Linked DNA regions of Capsicum annuum: region 1 is linked to region 2. Evidence: chromatin contacts called from public Hi-C data. All regions are on one chromosome and are shown on one strand. Each heading gives the region's core, a stretch centred on a gene start, on an enhancer-like site or on the middle of the called end of the contact. The rest is flanking DNA. Distances are from core to core; before and after follow the strand shown. Region 1 has its middle 24 kb from the start of LOC107872935. Region 2 holds the start of LOC107872941.

The links. Hi-C and Micro-C count contacts between places; a contact is called where the count stands out from the background.
Region 1: a Hi-C map of placenta shows a contact between it and region 2, with 4 times the contacts expected there. The contact joins the enhancer-like site here to the promoter of LOC107872941 in region 2. A contact is called at or near these places in 2 of 5 Hi-C or Micro-C datasets (leaf and placenta).

The regions. Positions count from the first base shown.
Region 1 is chr6:179,743,542-179,749,525 of UCD10Xv1.1, reverse strand. No RefSeq gene overlaps it. Among protein-coding and RNA genes, the nearest start is that of LOC107872935, 24 kb to the right of the region's middle. Within about 2 kb of position 2,820, at least 2 of the 5 cell types and tissues checked have an H3K27ac peak or open chromatin away from gene starts, as enhancers often do.
Region 2 is chr6:179,645,510-179,651,187 of UCD10Xv1.1, reverse strand. It overlaps LOC107872941, which reads right to left and starts at 4,378. Exons shown (of 1, transcript XM_016719624.2): 1 at 2,516-4,378. The coding sequence starts at 4,162. The coding sequence ends at 2,876.

The DNA.
Region 1 (5,984 bases), core at 1,571-4,070, 100 kb before region 2:
TGATTAGGGTTAAATAAGGAATGGATACCTATTCGTATATGTATTTATATAGCAATCTTTTACTAAAATATAGAATACATATTGCTATTTTTCGTAATTTTGAAACTGTTGATATAAAAGTTATAATTAAGGCTCTACAGTTGCTATTTCTGAAGTTTTCCTTTAAAAAATTTATAGCAAAAAAATAAACTGAAATATTTTTAAAAGAACCGAATGACCCAAGTTGAAAATTATATCACTATTGTATATGGACTATATCGGTATTGTATATAAACTGTATCAGAACTAGGTGGGTCAAAATGACCCAAATTAGGAAATAACTATAAAGTGGAAATAGTATACCCGACTGACCACTTTTTGAAAAGATATCAAACTTGAACTATTTATTTTAAAAAATGCTATAGAGTATCATTTTTTAAAAATCAAAATCTAAAGTCACCCACTGTTGGGGGCTATACAATGCAATTCCCTAGCGTCTGTTTGGGCAGAAGCCAGAATGTTTAATTGGCCCAAAATATGCAACCTACTATTCATACCATACAAATGGCCCAAGGTAATGTACCCATCAGGAAACATAAACTCAATGGATCCTTTGTTTCTTAGATATATCATATACCTGAGCTCTTTTCATACTTACATAAAATCTGAATACATTTTACCCTCTTCGAATATTAATTATGAAATTTCACTATGTATTATATTGCACTTTTTTTTGAAAACGAGATTTTGAAATCAAATGATCAATTGTTAGGCGGCTCAAAATTTTATTGTGGGGACTCACAAAATTAATGAGTAGGTGCTAATAGAATTGCGAAAGACATGTCAAATGTTACTAGTATTTGATAATTGAGACTTCTCATCATTTGAAGCAATAATATATGATTAGGTAAAGTATATAGTATAATTAATTAAGCCCACAATCTCATAAAATACATACATTTTATTAAATGATGAAGTCTATGCTGTCTTCTGCAATAATTCATTCTTTAACAACCTTAATGTATAACATTATATTAGCTGCACAACCAAGCATCTCTTGTAATATTACCTATCTGTCCTCTTGTCTACTCTAACTTATTATCCCAATTTAAGCTTTATGGTACTGATTTGACTGAGGATAAGTTTGTAACTGCATAGAGTATGGCAAACATACATATGCATTACAGATATTCTCCATACTCACCACACGTGCAACCCTACACCTCAAATTGGGCTTTTTGATCTTTTATCTTTTCCAACAAGTTGGGTCTATTTTATTAATTTGAAAAGGAATCATTACGTAGTAAATTCATCCATCAAAATAATAGTCCACAAATATGTTTTAATATACAAAATATGTACATATTTATTATGTATAACAGTGTATATCTTTGATATATTTGACTATTGAATGTAAATATTTTCTTACTTTCCGGTCAAATGTGTAACTTTCCCGTAAAAATAATTTTAAAAAATTGACATTAGCAATGAGATTATGAAGTATTAAGAGATTCGATTAACGGTTAATCACATGTTAACCAGCTAAGCTGGTCACATGGGCCAGATATGTGAGGCCCAATAATGACACGAATATCCAAGCAAAGCTGGCCCACCGACAAGCTCCAGGTCCTCCTCCAATGGTTGCACGTGCGGGCATCAACGGCTGACAGTTAAATTTTATTCCTGATCAACGGTTGGGATGGAACTTCAGCACAAGTGAAAAGTTACAATAAAGAAAAAAGTTTCGAGGAATCGAAGTTCTTATTTTGTGATACTCCCCGTTCCATTTTACTTGTTTCAATTTATCTTGATAGATTAATTAAGAAAAAATATGACTAGTTTATTATAGTAGTCTTATTAAATAATATTTATATTTTAATTTGAAGAAAAAGTAATTAATGTAAAGAGTAAAACATAAAAAAGATTTGTCTTTTTTTTATTTGTGAAAAATGACAAGTAAAATGAGAAATCAAATTAGGAAATTTGGGACAAGTAAATGGGACTGAGGGAGTAGTAAGTAACCTATTATCGTTAATAAATAATATTAATTATGTTAAATCCATACATTAAAAGTATATATGGTTTGCTTTTTTCATATTTAATTCATGACTGTGAAGTAGCAGCATTTACGATTATTTACCATAAGCTAGTGCTGTATAAATTTCATTCATAAGTTTGATTGAAAATGATCAATAACTTTGAGATTTCAAGATTATTAAACCGTTTTTAAACTTAGTTGAACAATTATTAGATAGAATATGGCTGAGATTCAAACTCGAAATCCTACAATTCGAATTTTTGTGACCTCTTAATGATTAGTCCACCTACTGAAGACAAAACTTTGTATTAGTTTGAATACAACAAAATCATTTTATTAAATCGAATAAGTATAATTAATTTACTTAGTACCTTGTGTAGAATTGAACAATTAAATCGAAATATTTTAAATTATTGATTTACCAATACGAGCAATATCTGAAATTAGAATCGCTAAAATTATTTTAATATTAAATCTTGGACATATAAAAATTTCAAAATAATATTAAACTTTTATCTTATGATAGCATGCTCTAGTCTCCTTAAGAAACTTTCTCCCCATTGAAGTAACCTAACGATCAAAACTCTTTAAGCATGTAAGATTTGAGAGTAAAGCTCTTTTAACCATATAATAATTTGATTTGTGTAAAACAAATTGTATTGACAGATATATAATGAAGGAAGGAACTATAAAATAATGACTATGCAATGATGAAATGATTGTGGAGAGAATAATTATTTGAGGCTGACCATTGACCAGATCCAGGGGTTAGTTTGACTGAACGTGTGGGTTCCACGTATGCTACATGTGAATATGGGGCTGTTAAGGAATGATGGTATGCCATGTAGGATCCACATGAACCTCCATGCTCAGAATGTACATATAATTATCTAATTATGCAACTTGATTAATAAATAAATATAAGAAATGAAATTCCTTTAATTTCGAGACATAGTATATGGGGGATTTCATTTATTTGCCCCTTTAGTCTTTGTCCACCAAGTGACCACTTTAGTTTAGTCAAAAGGAAAATAGTATTCTGTTTCAAATTAATTTACCTGTATTAACTTGACATTGAATTTAAAAAAAAAAAAAAATTAAATTTTGAGATCTTACATTATGAATATATTAAATACGTCATGATACTCTTTAATCTTGTGATATTAAATATGTTGTATGAAAAAGTTATAACTAATTAATGAGTTGCTAAAAAAGAAAATGATCATATTTTCTGAGACGAACTAAAAAGAAAAATGGATCAAATAAATTGAAACAGGGGAGTATTTGACAAAGATGGCGAAGTTATACATTTGTTTCAAAAACTAAATCAACTAAATCATTATGATTATATCAGTAGGTCCATATATATATATATAATCACGATCTACTCATATATATAATTATATGATAATGCCTTTTATATCATTCTTTTACCTTCTACGTAATTAGCACGGCTCAAGAACATAATCAAATAAGAAACATTTACATAAGTGGATATTTAATTCATGTCTGTTTGTGCTTTTGGAAACTTGGATAGTTACGAGAATGATGAGTGTTTATAAAAAGTTAGCTATTCCTAACCTAGCTAGAATAGAATTGGTAAGTGCCAACTTAATTAATTTTAATGATAAGACAGCGAGAGATTTGTTGAATAAGTAAAGAGTTAATAAATAATCCTAAACTTGACATCAAATTATAACTTTGACCTTAAACTTTGATACTACACAAATAGAACTTTTAACTATTCAAAACCTGAACAAATATGACCTTCGATTTTGTAACCCCATGCGTGAGTCTCACTCGCGCCTACGTGGAAAGGTAATTCAATCGTACGGTGCCACGCCATTAAAAGGGCTTGACTTGGAGAAGGGTCATATTTGTGCAGTTTTGAATAGTTAAAGGTCATATTTATACACTATCAAAGTTTTACGTTTTGTGTTAAAACGACGTCCTTTTTATTATTATTATTATTATTATTATTATTATTATTATTATTATTATTATTGTTATTGTTATTATTATTATTTATTTATTTATTTCTATAGTAGCAGCACCTAACTTTTTGTTAATTTTAAAAAATTATTATTATTATTATTATTTTATTTATTTCTATAGAAGCAGAACCTAGCTTTTTTTTAATTAAAAAAAAATCAGCCACTAGCAGGGATTGAACCCGCACATTAGGCTGAAGGAAGCGCCCAAGAAGAGCAAATAACACCACTAGGCTATCTAAGTGCCTTGTTTCATGTGGTTCAACATTAATATACGTACATAAATATACATTTTCTATCTTATATATATACAACGTAATTTTTTACCGAGGGGGTTCGGGTGAACCCATGGCAGCCACGTAGGTCCGCCCCTCGTTAATTTAATAACGTTAATTTAATAACATTTTAATTACGTTAATTTGATAACGTTAATTTAATATACTACTACTACTATCCTTAATAACATTAATTTAATAACATTTTATTAAAACTATAATTTTTTTATTATTAGTATAGTTTCATCTTTAATTTAATATTTAAATAAATAATATTTAGATATATTATATAACTTAAATTCGTAATCTGCTTTATAATAGATATATATATACCCGTTTGATTTTTTCATATGAGACTGACCCGCCTAATTAATAAATCTTCAAAATTGCTCTTTTTCTGAAATGATAAAAGAAATTAGATGTCATTTTCATCTTTGAGCAGAAAATAATGAAAAAATAATAGTGAAGAGTCATTTAAAGGTCATATTTGTGCAGTTTTGAATAGTTAAAGGTCATATTTGTTCACTGTCAAAGTTTAAGGTCATATTTATGTATTATACCCTTAGATTTTAAGTTAGACGCGTCCAGTTTTGCGTGTTGAACACGCATTTTGCCACGTTGGATTGCAGGTCATATTTGTGCAGTTTTGAATAGTTAAAGGTCATATTTGTGCAATATCAAAATTTAAGATCAAACTTATAATTTGATGTCAAGTTTAGGGTTATTTTTTCATGTATTAACTAATAAGTAAATATTTACAATAATCATGTGCACCATACACATGAAAATCTGGAATAAATTGAATAATTAAAATTACCTGTCAAATCATGTTTTGTCGGAAAACAAATCTTAAAAGTTGTCTCCTATTTCATCATTTTCTTAATGTATTTTTCTGTCTCGAACTAATTTCCTTTCACTTTCCTATATTTCCCCAGTTCAAAATCACCCATTTATAATGTAAAAACATTAGAACCATCTCTAAATGTGTCGTTATGCGCAGGCAGGGGTGGACTAAAGAATACCAACCTGAATCCCCTCAACAAAAGATTATATTGTATATATATATTGTATTTTTTGAAATATTTATATACATTTACGGATTTTGAACCTCCCGAACATAAAATTAGAGGTTGACTTAGTGGTTGAGGGTATTCAAAATTCACCTTAAGGTTTCAAGTTTGAAACGTTGAATCTGCCACTTTGTGCAGGGTCTGAAGAAGGGTCATACCACAAGAGTACTCAGACTCACCTTACATTTCTGCAATAACCATTTCTAAACGCATTCGGACAAATTGTCTTTTTTAAAAAAATGTTATTTAGATGAGTAAAAGTCATTAATGGATATTGACAATAATCGATTTACGAACATGCATGGATGCTATACTTTACCAGAGAAAAGAGGATGAAGAGAGTTACCAAGAAAGTTTCTTATTTATTCGTCTTGCATGCTGATTTTCTCCTCCTTTTTTTTAAGGAGGGAAAAGTTGTTTTTAAAGTCAGCAAATCTAATGTTTACGTTCAGGATTAGTTAAGAAACTTGCTTGAGTGATATATCCCTGTCCATATTACTTATTCAGGATAAAATGTGAAGAATGTACTAAATAATAATTAATATCTGAATTATTTAAATGATAATTATCTTAAATTATTTATTTTTAATAAGAAGGATAAATAAAATTGACCGAAGAAAATAGTAAAGGA
Region 2 (5,678 bases), core at 3,129-5,628:
AAAAATAAAGTCATCCATCATAAGGGGCATTTATGTGATTTATCCAAAATTTCATCTTAATATTTTAAAAGACTTCTTTTAAAATTTGATATATTTTTCTTATAGTAATTAATGTATAAAGGAAAAAGCTTTATTTGTTATTCAAACAAATCATAAGGAAACTAAATTAATTCAAAACTTAGTAAGAATTGGAAGGGTTAGTTATGACATAATTTTTAGCTCATTACTCGCTTCAGTCCAAATAACGGTTAGGCAGGTACTTGCTTAATTATTAACTCATTTCACTTTGATATTTTTAAATTGACTTAAATTATCGATAGATCCTTAAAGTTGTCCGCATATTTTATTTAGACACCTCAATTAGAACTTATACCTATTAGACACTCTAATATTAATAAATATGTACCTATTTAATATTTCACTGACAATAAGTCAAAAATTAAAGTGTGTGTCGTGCACACGCAGATGACGCGAAAAAATAACCAATTAAATAATGTCAAGTGGCATTCATGACCAAAATAATTATAAAAAATGATTTTGGAGTTTAAAAAGGAAGAAGAAATATCTTTAAATCTATTTAATTAATTCTAAAAAAAAAGTCAGCCCAAAAAAAAAAAATACGACACCCTACCCCCCGGCCCCGCAAACAATCTTCCTTCTTCTCCCAAAACCACCATTGTTGACCACCCATCAAGCTTTCCCTCTTAATTTTTTTTTTCTTTTCATTATCGACTTCTTTAACATATTTTTTAATCAATTTTTTGTGATAATAACCTTCATGATGGATAATGTGATACTTTAGATTCGTTATATAAATAAAAAAAATTGAAGAGTAATTTTTTTAAACTTGTATGATGAAATTAATATTTTTTTAAATGTTCTTTTATTTTAGTAAATGAAAAATAGCATTTTACTACCTGGCCCTTTTTCTTCAATTTTCTTGTTTCTTCCTTCTTTTTCTTCTCCTGAAAAAAAATATCCTATAAAGACTTATTTTTCTACTTTTGGGGGAAAAAATGCCAAACATGTCTTATTGTGAAGTAGGCAAATATCAAAACGGTGTAGATGCAAATTGCAACAATTGAACCAAATTTTCTTTATAGAACTTATGATCAAGGCTCCATCAAAGTTCTCTTATATAATCAGTAACTTTTCATTTTTCTTAACATTTCTTGATGTTGTTGAATTGAAAATTTCTAGATGGATTGAGATTAAGGTGGATAAAAAAGGTGGCGAACTGGTGTCCGAAAAGAAGTGGCCGGAATTTTTTTTTCTTAAATGAATATAAATATAAAGATGAAGAAAATAATATTTTAAAAAAAAAAGTTGTGGTAATATTTGAGTATATTATCACTCAGTGATGGATGTACATGTATTTCAGGGGTTCATCCGAACCCCATTCGTCGAAAAATTATATTATTTTTACATGGTAAAATTTTTTTTTATGTATAAATAATAGAGGTTGAATCCTTTCGACTAGTCCGTATATGTACTACTGAACCCTCACTAAAAATTCTGAATCCACACCTATTATCACTTAATATTTAAAAAAGAAGATAAATATAACAATGAAGAAGAAAACAAATTCACGCACTCAATAGCAAGTGTATTTCATTACTTGTGCCACGTCAGCACAAGGTGCTTAATAGGTATATATTTTTTAAGATGGAATGTCTAATAGGTACAACTCCTAGTTGAGATGCCTAAGTAAAACATGCGGACAACTTTAAAAATCTATTAATGATTTAAAGCTTTTCAAATTCGGTTGAACCCATTAATTTGACATCCTTAGATACACTTAAACAACTTAATAAGAGATGGATGTCTGGGTTGAGATACTGACTGAATTAATAATGCTAACCTGGCCTAATCTCAAACTTCTTGGGCTTTCGTTCGAGGAAACCGCAATCATGGGAAAATCCCAATTTAAGTCCAATTTGGAAGTGTGTACTTGATCTGCTTTGTGGACATTCAATTTAGGATATAGACATATTTGGACAACAAGAATAAGGTTTACATCCATCTCACATGATTTCTTCTTCTTAGTAGTTACTCCTTCCATCCGTTTCAATTTATGTGAAATAATATATCTTGATTTTCTAAAATAAAAATTAATTTGACCATCTATTTTTAGTAAATACGATATGGTGTTGTTACATATTAAGTAGCATTTAGCATTGAAGTCACTGTGTGACACTAAATATTTTGAGCCTTAAAAAGCCAAGTCTTGCAAGTTTCATTTATATATGAACAACCATCCTAAAGGCCTAAAGTAGTTAATCACATGTCACAACAATTTGTCAATTGGAGAACTGAAATAAGAAGGCATAATGATCATAAACGAAGAATTAATGGTGGTAATATATAACAGAATATATGAACTACTTGTTAACCTCTGAACATCAGACATTTGGAAGAACACAAGCACAATACCATGTTAACTAACATAACCTGGCTAATCAAAAGTGCTCTTTTTCCTATCATGACATGCCATTAGCCACAGCAATAATCATAATGAACCTCATGGTAGTAATCAACTACTGGCGCAGGTAGAAGTGACTAATTACAACTTTAATATTAAAATCCCTTTATACTAGAAATCTCAGTCTAGAATTACAAACTGAAAAGGGGGTATAAAAAGACCAGACAAGACAAATCTGTAGTCCCAAGCGAATACTAGCTAACCATACGACTTTTTCTAATGGCAATTAAAGATAACAATTGTAACACACAACACTTGAGCCTAATTCAATCCATATAAAGAGACCATCCGTCGCTTAAAAGGGTCGATGGAAGACTCTTCACAATAAGACAAACTCCCTTACCATAACTACACAAAACTAATAGTACCACCTGTGTCTTGAACAAGAATATTTTACTGGAGTAGCTTTTTAGCAGGCTGTCCAGCCGATGTTCTAACGGATTTAATTCTCTGAAGCCTGATTTGCTCCCTGAATTTAGCTATGAACTCATCAGCCTTCTTGTCTACATTATCCGGACCACCATCAGTTGCCGTATTACTCTCCTTCTTACCTGCTACATCTACATCTTTCGAGCTTTCTTCAATGTAATCGTCTGAGTCCTCATCAGTTTCCACTACTACCTTCTCAAGAGACAACGTTTTCTTCTCTTCCTCTGAAAACTCCATCAATGCTGGTTCTGATGCATAATGGCACTCCTCGTGTATCCATTTATCGACAAAGGTTTCTTCAACTTCCTTGTTCCTTTCCTCTGCCTTTCCATTTATGACATCCTTCGCATATACTCTGGCTCTTGCAGCCCCAATGAATGGCCTAATTGTTCGAACAGACTTTCCCTTGTACGAGCTCAATTCAAATGGCACACTCCTAGTTCTTCTCCTCGGTTCCTTATCAAAAGAACCCTTGTCCACCATTACAATAGAGCTTGGTTTCAAAAGAGTAGATTTTTTAACAATCGGGGACGGTGGAAGAGGAGGTGGTGATGGTGGTTGTGAATCAGAGGATTTGTTAAAACTTTTTTTCCTCACAATTTTGTGATCAAATTGTTCAATCTTGGCTTGATTAGATTCTGATGAAAAGGAAAGTGAAGTGGACAACTTTCTTGGAGATGAAATCATGGATTTTGGTGAAGTAGTAGTGGTCGAGATAGGCTCAATCACAGGTGATTTCAAACTCCTAATTGGCAAAAGCAAAGGCTTTTCAACACTTCTTGAACTAGCAATTTCTTTAGCAACAACTACTATTGGCTTACCACTGTAATACTGACAATTATTCCAAGTCTGAACTCTATTTTCATCACACTCATCATGTTTTTCAGCCTCATCATAAAAAAAAGATGAAACTTCAAGTAATCTAGATTGAACATTATTAAACTTTGAACTATATAAATATTCATTTTCTATCTCATCATCACTCTTTTTGCTGAATAAGCCATAAGAAACAGCTATACCAACTAAAATAAGCTGAACAAGTTCCCAATTTCCTGTATTCAGAGTTTGGCTGATGATTTCAGGAGTTCCCAATGGAAAAAATGGAAGTGCAACTACAAGTATCACAACCAACATAGTTTTAAAGGAAAACATGTTATAAAACTTACATGAATCTGCATGATTAGTTGCAACTAATTCACAATTTGGTTTCTTGTTTTTGGAGATGTAATAAGGAGGTGAATCTTGATCCATTTGAAAGATAGAAACTCGGGTTGCGTTGGGTTTTGGATCTTGTTTAATATGTTGTAGATTGTGAAATGAATATTAGAAATTGACAAGTCTTAGGGACTAAGTATAGAAAAGGGGAGAGAGTGAGAGATGATGAAAAAGATTTTGGGAGGAGTGACATTATTTGAAGTTATGCTTTATTTCTTCTTTAACCATTCCCCTCTTTTCTTTCTTTCTTGTCCTTTCTATGGTCTCAACTACATTTAAAAAAAAAACAATCTGAACTATCCTTTTTTGACACCTCAATTATTGTCTTTCTATTTAAATTATCATCACCTATCTATTATTCATATATTAATATTTAATTATTTTTTTTTTACTTTAAATTATTACCATTATTCAAATAAAAAAAATATAACTAATAATTAAAATATATTTTAATACGCAAATAATGATAATTCATGTATGAAACTCCAGAGAAGTAATAGCTCAAATATTTCTTTGACCTTTATCTTTTCTTTCGATTTGTCACTTGATATTTGCTATTCATTTGGAGCTACCATTAATTCAATACACATTGGATAAGAATTATCAGAAGAGAAAGCACTTCATATAAGGATATTTTTGTTCTCCGGATTCAAACTCCAACATTTGATGAAAAATAAAGGATTTTATTGTACTCTTTTTCAGTTGTTGGTGAGGAGATGAAATGTTTTTTCGTTGATTTAGACGTTTGGATAATATTTGCTTTGAATTTGAAAATGAAGAATATTGTGCGGACTCCTTACTAAAAATAAATTGATAGCTACTGTGAGTCACTTTGGGAGAAAAGATCATTTGTCAAAGTGCCTTTAGTTTCTAATACCTTCATTACGAACTAACTAAACCAAATCAATTGCAGAGAGGTTAAGAAAAATGACTGTTGAGAATTGAAGATTAAATAAAATAAATCAATAAAGTTTAAGTTTGGCGTAAATAGACAAAGTAAAGCTTGATGAAAAATTTTAATTTGGGTTAAACACAACCAACAATAATTGTATGAGGCACCACTTATTTTTTGACAAATATTTTGTGGTCCCATTTTGTCATTCAATGTTGTTTTTTCCTCATTTCCTCATATTTCTTTTGTTTCGTTCTTGCACTTCACTAATTTACCTCCTCTTTCTTTATTCTTAACCATACTTTTCTATTTTATATTCTTTCCGTTTTATTTACTTGATTTCTGTACTAAATATTTCAATTTGCTTATCTATTTTCATAAATCAAGAGTGTTTTTTTTTCATACTACTATTAGCATTAACTAAGTATAGTATTTTCTCCGTCTAATAATACTTGTTCACTGTTAACTTGACACACAAATTTAAAAATAATAAATAATAAAAATAATGATACCATATCACCTTTTGAATATGATTAATTTATTGCTTTAAAAAATGCTTCAAATAATGAATGTTATTAATATCAATGGTAAAATGTATAAAAATAAGTAAATTATCCATTAATTTTCAAACTGTATAAATATTGTTAGACATATTATTAT